3 separate regions of the Mus musculus genome follow, and regions 1 and 3 are each linked to region 2. Evidence: chromatin contacts called from public HiChIP or PLAC-seq data. All regions are on one chromosome and are shown on one strand. Each heading gives the region's core, a stretch centred on a gene start, on an enhancer-like site or on the middle of the called end of the contact. The rest is flanking DNA. Distances are from core to core; before and after follow the strand shown.

Region 1 (3,597 bases), core at 995-3,494, 590 kb before region 2:
GGACTCCCATCTGTGAAGTCACTGGGGAGGTGGCTGCCTCTGTGTGATTCCCCAGATTTGTCAGTTAAATTAGATGCCCAAAGGCAAAACCGACTGACAGGGGCATTATGGGACAGTCCTGGAGGATTCAGAATCCATACTCCTCCAAGGAGGTCCCATGCACAGTTTCATTCATGCTGACGCTAAGGGTCCTATCACATTTGAAAGAAAGTGATAAGTCAGCACCCCCACCCCCACCCCACGACTCGCAGTAGCACCGTGCCTGGAGAGTTCTTGACTGAACCAAGGAAGGCCTGCATCTGTCTGAGATGCTGGTGAGACTGAGCTTGTTTCCTCATGACAGACCGGTCTGAAAATAAGAGTAAAGAGCAAAGCTACAGCAAATCTTTGTCTTGTTCTTCTTGGTGTCTGTAAGAAGCACTTGCTGAATTTATCCTGATTGATTTATCACTATTTCTGTCTCATTGTTCTCCTGTCCCTCAGCCCCACCATTCTACACTAGAGAACCTTCAAAAGACCCTCCCAGTGGCATGAGGATGTCTTGCATAAGATCATGTGGAAGACAAACTGAATCATCACTGAGTGTTTCCCCTAAACATTTTTTTTTCTCCTATGAATACCAGTTTGAAGTCCTTGGGCCAAGTTGGTAGGTCTCCCTTTTTTCTTCTTTTATAATAAGTGCCATCTGATGAAGGTCTTTAAAGCTTGATGAACTAAGACTTTTGGTAAGTCCATGTCATTGGCCCCCAGACCTAACGATAGAGGTTTCCGGATCGCAGTAATGATGGGAAGTTGAGTGACCTTGAGGGCTAAGACCAAGCTCCAGTGAAGATTAAAGGTTGACTGAACTATGTTTTTCTTTAGGCTCCTCTGGGATAAGGGGTGGGGGAGGGGGAGGGTAAAATGGAAGCATCATATTTTGGAGGCGACAAGAAATCCTCATAATGGAATTGGGAAATGGGATAAGGAAGAAGAGGAGGCTAACAAAGATTACATTACCCAGATGTTCTTATTCATTCTTCCTAGACTCTCTGGGAGAGAGGGTAAGACACAAGTCAGGGGCTGGAGAGGTGGCTCAGTGTTTAAGAGCACTTACTGTACCTCTAGAGGCCCTGTGTTCAATTTTTAGCACCCATATGGTAGCTCACATTATCTGTAACTCCAGTTCTAGGGGATCATGTATGGCACCAGGCATATACATGGTACACATAAATGTGCATGCAGGCAAAATACCCATGCCCATAAAATAAAATAAATAAGTCTTTAAAAGTCCAAAACAAAACCCATACATAGCTCAGGCTTATTCCAACTCAGAGGTGAGAAAGAAGAAATGTTTGTTTGTTTTTTTCTTTTGTGAGACAGAGTCTTTGTACATTTCTGAGGCTAACCTAAGACTCAAGTAGTACAGGCTCACCTTGAAGATCCTCTTGCTTCAGTGTCCTGAGTGCTGCAATTATAGGTATGTATCACCACACCTGGCTGGAGCTGGGCTATTTGGTTGCACAATCCCTCTGCCTGCTGCAGAACATCCATCCATCCATCCGAAGTGGGCTCTCGTAGTCAGAGAAGCAGCAGAGCCAAGAACCATAGGTATTCACAGTTAGCATGCTTTCTTGCTTAAGGAGGAGTGGGAGGGGAGGGGACACTGCCCTAACCTGTTACAGTGGGAGAGTGGGAGGTGGAGTAGCCAGCCGGTCAGATGTGCAAAGAAGCCATCTTTCAGGGTTTCCCTCTTAGTGTGTTAATAAAGAGTATCTCCAGGCAAGAGAAAACAGTGGGAAGCCAGCAAGTGGGAACTTTAGAACAGCCAGTTTTTCTATAAATTCTGCAAGTTAACTGGTAGCTACCCTTGGTGTGGTTTGAGAATTTTTTTTTTTTTAATTTTTATCTTTTGCAAGAGCAGAGGTACCTGATCGACAGATAGCCTCAAAGAAATCTGATTGCACAATACACTTTGAAATTATCTGTTGTGGACTCTTTCTTTTCTCTTTCTCTCTTTTTTTTTTTTTTTTCTTCACAAACCCAAGAATCCTTTAGCTAATTCTTTTCCCAGTGAAGGAGCCAATCAATGTTCTTTCAGGGGAGAAAATTACTAGAGAGCCTAGTATGTGTTTTGATGCCCTAATGAGGCACTATGAATTATCCAACCCAAACCAATTAAGTCTCAGCCCAGCTAGAAGGCTACAGAGGAGATGAGGAGACAGCATGCATTTAGGGCAGAATTAACGGCTTCCATAGCCTGGAAACAGGCTTGGGGGGAAGCCAGACCTTGGAGGAGCTCTGCTGTCCTGAGAGTTGGCAGCCAAAATGTGTTCTAGCCCAACATGAATGCTGACACATTTGCTTCTTTGGCCTTAAATTTTTTAAAATGTCTGTAAAACATAAAATATGTTTTGAACATTACATAAGACTATTAAGAGAGAGCAGATCTTGAGAACATGGTATGTCAGAGACAATAAAATAAGTGAAATGAACTGCTACTGACTGGAGACTTGACCTTGGGCCAGTTGCTCAGTCCTTTCATGTCAATCAAATAGGAAATTATAGCTCAATAATGTGGTTTTGGATTGCAGCTCAATAAGCAAGCTCTAATCTCTTGGTTATGCCTTACTGTACCACGGGAAACCAAGCGCTTATTTTCATTTTAATGGGATCTCTTCCAGTGGGCTGTGACTTTCTGAGGCATGCAGCACAATGCTTGGCTTGGTGTAGGAACTCAGGAACATTGAATAGATTGTAGAGCGAATAGTTATTCATATACTATAAGCCCAGAGGTAGCTGAATATGTGCACTATCAGCCCAAAGAACTGCCTAAATGCAATGGATTCTATTGACTTTTTATACAGTACGTGTATGATATGAAAATATATAAAAAGGGCAGGGGAGTTGGCTCAGTCAGTAAACTGTTTGCTGTGCAAGCTGGAGGGCCTTTTTGGATGTCAGAATTCAAGGTAAGAAAGGCCAGGTACATGGGTGTACAGCTCGAATCCCAAAGTGGGAGGGAGGCACAGTCCCTGAGGCTTGCTGGCCAGCCAGACTAGAAGAATCAGCAAGCTCCATTGTCTCGAAATATAAAGCAGAGTGACTACTGATGTTGACCATGTTCATATACACAAAACTACATAAAGTGATTGGTGCAGATTATGGAGAAAGGACAGCAGATTTGAACTGGTGAGGCTTGTGTGTGATGAGAACCACAACACAGGCTCTGGAGTCAGGTAGTACAAGGCTGGAGTCTTGGCTCTGCTCTCTCGTTAGGGAGCTTTATGTACTTGGCTGTAAGTTACTTCCCTTTCCTGGTCTTCAGCTGCTTCTTTTGGATTTTGTAATTTTCAGCAAAGACCATATAACCTAGAAACCTCCAAGAAGCTTTGAGAAACTGTGTGAGTGTAGCAGCACTCAGCCAAAGCTGGCCACTGGCATCCAAAAGTCTAGAGTGACGTGCAAAAGTTCTCTATCAAGTTCTCTTTAGGTCTCTTATGCCAGCTTTTGATGAATATCCAAGCAACATTTTATTTCACATACCCCTTTCCTGCCTTTATGATCCACCCCTCTATGTCCTGGCTCCATTTGCAATATACAAGGTTTTTTTTTGTT
Region 2 (3,314 bases), core at 815-3,314:
AGAACAGATATATGCAAAGAGCATAGCATGAGATGGCATACTGAAGTTTGCTTTGTGGAGTGGAGCCAAACTACTACATTTTAGGAGATAATGGAATAAAATAGGCTATGAGGGAGCTTGAAGAAAGGCCTTCATATGCCTTCTAAGCGTCTGGGATTCTTTCATAAAAGTTATGAATTGCTAATAAGTCAAGCATAGAAGTAATGCATCTCTGCATCCTTTAGAAAACATGTTTTAAATTCCATTCTACATACAGCAAAATTTCATAAATCGTAAGTGCGTAATTCAGTGAATTAGAAATTCTACTATAGGTGGGCAGTTTGCTGTTTCACAGTAACTATCTGTCATTGGCTGCTACCCTGTTTTGATGTTATGCCTGTCTATGAAAGGGAACCTGTACTGGCGTTTCTGCTGCAGATGAGAGCATCTAACCAGAGTGAAACTATGACAAAGCACTGTTGAATGATTCAGACATATGTCTGAAGATGTAGAAGAATTCTTGTAAGCAAGATATTGCTAAATGGTGTACAGTGGTCAGCCTTGCCTTTGGCCAAGTATTGGTCTACTCCAAGTACTGATGGGTAGGGAAGAAGTTAAACCAACATGAGAAAGAGCCCAGGAACAGCAGTTCACCCAAGCCTTGCTCAAAACAGCTTCAAGTGGGTGACAGTGATGCATATCACACCATCCAATGACCAAACTCCACCAGGCTGGAGGTCCTCATCTCTGCCTCGGTCACTGCTTCTCTTGACCAGTGTGTTCAGGGTAGTGTTCGGGTTTCATGCTTGCTAATACATTCTTCTCACTTCTGACTCTAATTCATAACTCTTCTCTCATGACTTCTGAAGGATTGGGACAATTTTCTCTGCAGCAACTTCCAGTAGTGCTATCATCTGCTATTGTGGCTATGACAAATGATAAAGCTTACTATGAGTAATTTCTTAGCCATCGTTAACCTTGCTTGGCAGAGCAGGGCCACTAAGTGCTGGCCAGCCTGCCTTCTGTCCATCCTGGTCCTCAGCTGGGTTGGGTCAGTGAATGAGTGACACAGAACATGGAATTATACTTCACAAGAAATGTCTCAGCTGCTATCTAGGCAGGCACTGTGAGCTTGGAAAATTTCCTTCCAAGTTGGGAATTAAAGGAGACACCTTACAGTTGATGGCCCTCTGTATCTCTTAATTCCACAGTCACAGATTCAACCAACTGCAGCTTGAAAATATTTCTCAAAGTGCATCTGTACTGAATATTTAGAGGCCATTCTTGTCATTGTTCCCTAAACCGTACATTCTGTTTAAGTAGGTTTATGTTGTACCCAGCATTATGAGTAACCTGGACATGAGAGGATGCCGCTGGCTATATGGAAACAGCAGGCTACTTCATATAAGGGGCTTGATTTGTTATCTGTGGGGGTCCTGTAGCCAATGCCTACTGGACACCTAAGGATAATTCATTTGTTTGATAGATGACAACGTGCTTTAAATAGAACACTTGAGGGTACTCCCAGAAGACAGCAAAAGGACAGAATGCCTCTTACTGTGACATCCCTGTTCCCTCCACATTGTGTCCCTCCCCTGCACAAAGCCCCACAGAGTTCATCCTCACCCCTTCCCTGCAGCCCTGCGCTGAGCCCAGACTGTAACCTGCTCTCCCTAGTACAAAAATGAGAGAGAGAGAGAGAGAGAGAGAGATGCCTGATCAGACCCTTACTCTTCTTTGGTATCAACTTAAATGCTTTCCTGCTCACCAGCCCTAGTTGAGCCATTCCAACCCCCACCCCACCACCAGTCACTCAAATAAGCTCTGCAGCTGTTTCCTCGGTACAGAAGATTGGCACCTGCTGTTTGTAATACCCACAACTCTCCTCACTAAGCTTCCAGGAGCTGAATGTTGTTCCAACCTGAATATCAGCACCCCAAGAGATTCTTCCTACTGGTGAATCAAAACACCCAGAGGCAACCCTGGAACGCACTGAACTTGGAAGAACTATTGGCTAAGTGAGCATATGAGAGTCACCGTAAAAGCTGGGGAAAGTCTGAGACAGGCACCACTACAAATGTATTCAGATCAGAGCTCCTGTGCACACAGCTGCTTCTATCTGTGTGCTATGTGCTGTGAACAAAATGGAGTAAAACAAGCTGATAGTTAATGTGGCCTTAGCCCTGGGGTTCACAAGAACTCACACTTTTTATTTAACAGAGCTGGGGGTGAGGGGTGGGGGCAGGGGGAGGAGAGGCAAGAGCCAAGTACAAGTGAGACGAGGCCTGTGTTCCAGAATCTACCTTCAGCTGCCACAATGACTGAGAGGCTCCTGAGAGATAGGGGAGTCAGAGCCAGGAATGAGCTATGGCTGTTGGAGAAACAGATCAGATCCAGGAATGGGTAAAAGAGGTAACTTTTAGGATTAAGTGGGGCCAGATTACACTTGCCCAAGTCAATATATGGATTTCATTTCCCTTGCTACAGGATGTGCCCAGGTGTTTCAAACAGCCAGGGGATCTGAGGGTCTCTCAGTCTTCAAAGAGTGTTCTGGGTGCTATATGGGGAATGGAGAACAGAAGGATGTCTGTAATCGAAAATAATGCCTATATGCTTATAGGGCTAGGCTGTTCCCAGGAAGAGTTTAAATGCTTCACAGGCTTCAATTCACCAAATCCTTCAATAGTCCACAACACGGCTACCAGCCCCACCTTCTCTGCGAGTGAGACAATGGAGACACGGAGAGTTCAGGAGCTTTTCAGAGGTCACACAGTTGGTAGGCAAGCTGAGCTGGTTCTCCAACCGAGGCAGTGTGAATTCAGAGTCTGGGCTCATAACAAGCAGGGTAAAATAGGCACAGTTATTCCTGCCTTCCCGACTGACAAAGGACTGCTTTGAGCTTAAAATAGCACACGCTAGTAAAGTGCTGTGAATATTAAGAAGGGTACTGTGTGAATTTAACAATGCCATTATATCGTATAAATATAACTCATTAGACAAAGTATAATGAATTGGCTCCTAATCTTCTGTATATTATGGTTAAAAGAAGCACTAATATTTGCAGCAAGAAAAACAATTAGCACATTCATTAAGTCGAGTCCTGCTTACACTTTGCTCATTAACTCTAATCATCTATGAAATACTTGAACTAAGCTAACACGTCAGCCCCAGAGCCATTAGTGCCTGTCAGCAGATAGGAGGTTTTAACTTTTAGAGAATGTTTTCATTTTACGGACTAACAAAGAGCCCAGCTCAGCCATCATCTTCCCTTAATGATATATGTGATCACGATATTGAATAGAATTTAAGCTCACAAATTGTTCTCTGTAACAGCA
Region 3 (3,718 bases), core at 37-2,536, 630 kb before region 2:
AGAAGAATATATCCCACACACAGGCAACAGCTTTTGGGATATGAACCACTCAACAAAGAACATACAGGGGCTGGACCTACACCTCCCTGTACATATGTAGCAGATGTGTAGCTTGGTCTTCATAAAGGTTCCTGCTTTTTATATGGGTTCTGGAGGTTGAATTCTGGCATTCTTGCTTGTCTCTCTGGTAAGCAATTTCCCAGTCTGAGCTGTCTCCCCAGGTGAAGCCCTTAGGCAGTCCAGTGCAGTGGACAGATGCAGGCCGGTGGCTGGCTGCCTTCTGAGGTAAGGCAGGTGTTACTACACTGCTCTTCTTTAGGGAACAGGAAGCAATACCAGCATTTACTTCATATGGTTCTTAGTGGGCCTGCTGTCTAGAAAGTGCACAATATAAATATTGCAGGGAGAGTGCTTTTCTTAAATTGAGAGGTAGACATTTAAAAATCTGGAGAACTTATATAAAAGCCTAACTTATATAAAAGTCACATGGCCAGTTTCTTTATTCACATTACTTGTCTGGTCCCTAGGGCCAGTTCTAGGCTCTTCTTCCCTTCCCCACTGGCTCCTCCCCATCTGAAGCCAAGGACAGTGAAGCCTGAGAGGTGGTGCGCAAGAACAGCTGTGGGTAGAAGTCAGCTGAACTCTTCCCCACCGCAAACTGTATAACAGGACTGACCGCTCTGGGTCCTAAGGACTCTGCAGATTCTCTTATCTGAGCAACGCAAAGCCCTTGGTACCACATTTTAATCTAATTTGTTTCTTTTGTCAGATTTCATCTTCAGGGAGAAGTCTTTGAGGGGCCGGGAGGGGCCATGTCCTATGGGACATTTGGTTTCATTCATTCCTAGGTGGCAGGTTGAAAGGGCAGGGCTGTTAAACTGTGAAGGACAGCTGCAGCCTGATGGGCAACAGGGGAAGGCCCTGGGGATCTCTCTCTCTCTCTCCCTCCCTCCCTCCCTCCCCCCTCCCTCCCTCCCTCCCTCCCTCCCTCCCTCCCTCCCTCCCTCCCTCCCTCCCTCCCTCCCTTTCCTCCTTTCTTAGCTCTGTCTGTCTTCCTATCCAGATACGTGAAGGCTTTTCTTATTTTCATTTTCAATCTAGAGAAGAAATCCGATTTCTGAGAAGGGTTCCAAATGTTATTTCCTCCTCACAGTAGGAGTCTCAGGAGAAAGCTTTGTGCCTAAGGGAGCCAGGAGAGCTTCGAAGCTTTCACCCACGTCTGGTGTTACCAAAGGAGGCTTGGATCGAGGGCTGCAGAGGCTGCGCTTGTTCCAAGTGCTCTCGTGGGGGCAGCAGCCGCTCAGAATGGCGCGGCCCTGTCACTGCCTATCTGCTCATTGAGAGGCAGAGCACATCAGAGGGCCTCTGCGAGGACACTTTGCAGACTATAAATCGGGGATGGAGGAGAGGCTTAATTAAATCAGTCCTGAGGTCACAGGAAGGGAAAGCCCCCTTCTCCCTCCCAGACTTGACCTGTTTCACGTAGCGTGGCAGCCAGAGAACCTCAAAATGTGTTAGCAGGAGTAATGTAAATGTGCTCAGAGGAGCCGGTTCCCAGCCCCATTGTAAGGAGAGAAATCCCATCTAGTCTGCAGACAAGGGAAGATTCTGACCTTCCAATTTAATCCTGTGAACTAAAACCAGAAGAAGACAGCCAGCGAGGCCAAATCGCTGTGTCGGATTGTGATGTTTTAGTACAGGCTTTCTTAAAACATCTTATTTCTAAAGATTCTTGTTATTTGAAGGGACTCTGGGCGGTGTGAGTGAATCCTCCGCCAGAACTGGGTGCAAAGGGTAAGCCATTGGCTGACACCTGTTTATGAGCGAGGCAGCCAGTTAGGACCTAGGGTCTCAAACAGGGTACCAGCCAAGAGGAGCCTGTCAGAAAGGAAAACATGGCTGCCAAGGACGAAGGGAACAGGCTATCGTGGCCTCTGGGCCTTCAGCCCGCTGTGCTGTGCAGGAAGGCTTGGCACACATCAATGGGTCTGCTCTAGTCTTCTCTCCGTGGCTCATGAGTTTGGGGAGTCACTGAGCACACCATGTCTGTCTGTCAACTGCCACTTCGGGTCACCCCTCTCTCTCTAGCCCTCCCCAAGTGTAAAGATAGGATGAGGTGACAGGAGGAAAGCCAGCAGAACATAAATATGGAGACGTCGTCCTTGGATGTGTGATCTTGGCTACATTTGGGACAAACAAACTAGAAGTACCTTTAACTTAGCCCAGCTGGTGTCCATGGTCCTTGAAACTGCAAGAGTGGCTGTATGGCCCACCCTAGGGCACATGGTCCCATGCGTGTCACCAGGTGACAGGAGTCTAGGCCTCTGAATCATCACCCAACCCACCATGTCCATAACTTATGGATCGCCTTCACTTTTCATTCATAATTTTCCTGTGATGCTCTATCCAGCAATTCACCCATACCAATACCATTAGTCTGTCACGTCTGTTAGCGAGATCCATTCTTAACTTAGCATGATACAGTGTGTGTGTGTGTGTGTGTGTGTGTGTGTGTGTGTGTGTGAGAGAGAGAGTAGTGAGTGTGTATGAGTATGTGTGATTGTGTCTGTATGAGAGTGTGTGAATATATGTGAGAGTGTGTGAGTATATGTGAGAGTGTGTGTGTGATTTTTTTCCCCCTTTCTGGAACTTGATGTATTTTCACTGTTCTCCAGTTTCCTTCAAATCAAAGAGGGCCAGAAAGACTAGGCAGTCGAACCATTCCCTCCTCCTTCTAGGAAGGTAGATCAGGGCAGGGAGAGGCTTTATGAAGGAATTAGAGAGGGGAGGGGAGGGGAGGTAAGGTAGAGGACAGAGTGGGGAGGTGAGGAAGGAGGCAGGAGAGAAGGAGAGGGAAAAGTAGGGAGGGAGGGAGAGAGAGAGAGAGCCCTCCCCCACCAATGCTAACACATTAATTGAGCCTGTGCAGATAGTGTGCACACAGTACAAGTGCCCCAGTCTTCTGGGACACCCAGTGCAGGCGTCACTGAGCTCTGACCTTACTCAAGCTTTGGCCCATTTCCATTTCCTGAAGTTCTTTTCTTCCTTAATAAACTCTCTCAGTTTCTATCCTCATCCGTGTATCCCTGATCCAACTCCTTTATCCAGGACACAGGGACCTTGGAAGTCCCAGCAGGTGCTGTCCGGATACCAATACACACCTGAAGCAGCTGTCTTTATCACTATGATGTCTCTAATGGACAGCAAACACGTGAGCAGGTTAGGAGTGGAGAAAGGTGTGTCCTAGGGGCCCTTGTGGGGCAGCGTTAGGGGGCAGGGCTTCACCTCCCATTGAGGAGTGGGTGAACTAGGCCTTTGACTTGGCAGTCAGTCTTCCAGCTGGCTAAGCCTTAGTTATCTCCACTGCAAAAGTCAAGCATCAGACTTGTCTGGCACTAAGGCTGGCTCCGGGGCACTCTAAACTCATGAGCTAAGATACAGCAGTCCACAATTTGAAAATCCGGTAGCATGCTTTTAAAGTTAATTTATGTAAACTACACAACAACAGCAACATTCTTCCTGTGATCCATATATTTATACCCCATTACCAATGCCATTATATATGAATAACTTATTAGATCCAATTTAAAAAAACAGCTAAGGGGAGAAGGATGAAGCGGGCAATGATTCTCCCAGGCTCATTCTGGTAAGCCAGCCATTTGCTTATCTCTTCAGGACTCAGGGTTGCCGCTAAGGCTGGGTCAGAGAAACCAGTAAA

Evidence for each region. HiChIP or PLAC-seq counts read pairs in DNA pulled down with a chosen protein or histone mark.
Region 1: an H3K4me3 HiChIP or PLAC-seq map of embryonic basal ganglia shows a contact between it and region 2, with 4 times the contacts expected there. The contact joins two enhancer-like sites. A contact is called at or near these places in 1 of 484 Hi-C or Micro-C datasets (bone marrow-derived macrophages), 1 of 115 datasets of contacts at active chromatin or transcription factors (embryonic basal ganglia) and 1 of 9 other capture datasets (macrophages).
Region 3: a contact with region 2 is called in an H3K27ac HiChIP or PLAC-seq map of stem cell-derived neural progenitor cells, with 11 times the contacts expected there. The contact joins two enhancer-like sites. A contact is called at or near these places in 2 of 15 datasets of contacts at CTCF or cohesin (the NIH/3T3 cell line and large pre-B cells), 3 of 484 Hi-C or Micro-C datasets (bone marrow-derived macrophages, cochlea and nephron progenitors), 4 of 115 datasets of contacts at active chromatin or transcription factors (differentiating embryonic stem cells, embryonic basal ganglia, oligodendrocyte precursor cells and 1 more) and 1 of 9 other capture datasets (embryonic stem cells).

The regions. Positions count from the first base shown.
Region 1 is chr1:64,408,023-64,411,619 of GRCm38.p6, reverse strand. No RefSeq gene overlaps it. Among named protein-coding and RNA genes, the nearest start is that of Gm36148, 110 kb to the left of the region's middle. Within about 2 kb of position 2,244, at least 23 of the 459 cell types and tissues checked have an H3K27ac peak or open chromatin away from gene starts, as enhancers often do. A contact at or near this core is called in embryonic basal ganglia, where this site is marked.
Region 2 is chr1:63,819,556-63,822,869 of GRCm38.p6, reverse strand. No RefSeq gene overlaps it. Among named protein-coding and RNA genes, the nearest start is that of 4933402D24Rik, 52 kb to the right of the region's middle. Within about 2 kb of position 2,064, at least 50 of the 459 cell types and tissues checked have an H3K27ac peak or open chromatin away from gene starts, as enhancers often do. A contact at or near this core is called in embryonic basal ganglia, oligodendrocyte precursor cells and stem cell-derived neural progenitor cells, where this site is marked.
Region 3 is chr1:64,443,794-64,447,511 of GRCm38.p6, reverse strand. No RefSeq gene overlaps it. Among named protein-coding and RNA genes, the nearest start is that of Gm36148, 71 kb to the left of the region's middle. Within about 2 kb of position 1,286, at least 161 of the 459 cell types and tissues checked have an H3K27ac peak or open chromatin away from gene starts, as enhancers often do. A contact at or near this core is called in embryonic basal ganglia, oligodendrocyte precursor cells and stem cell-derived neural progenitor cells, where this site is marked.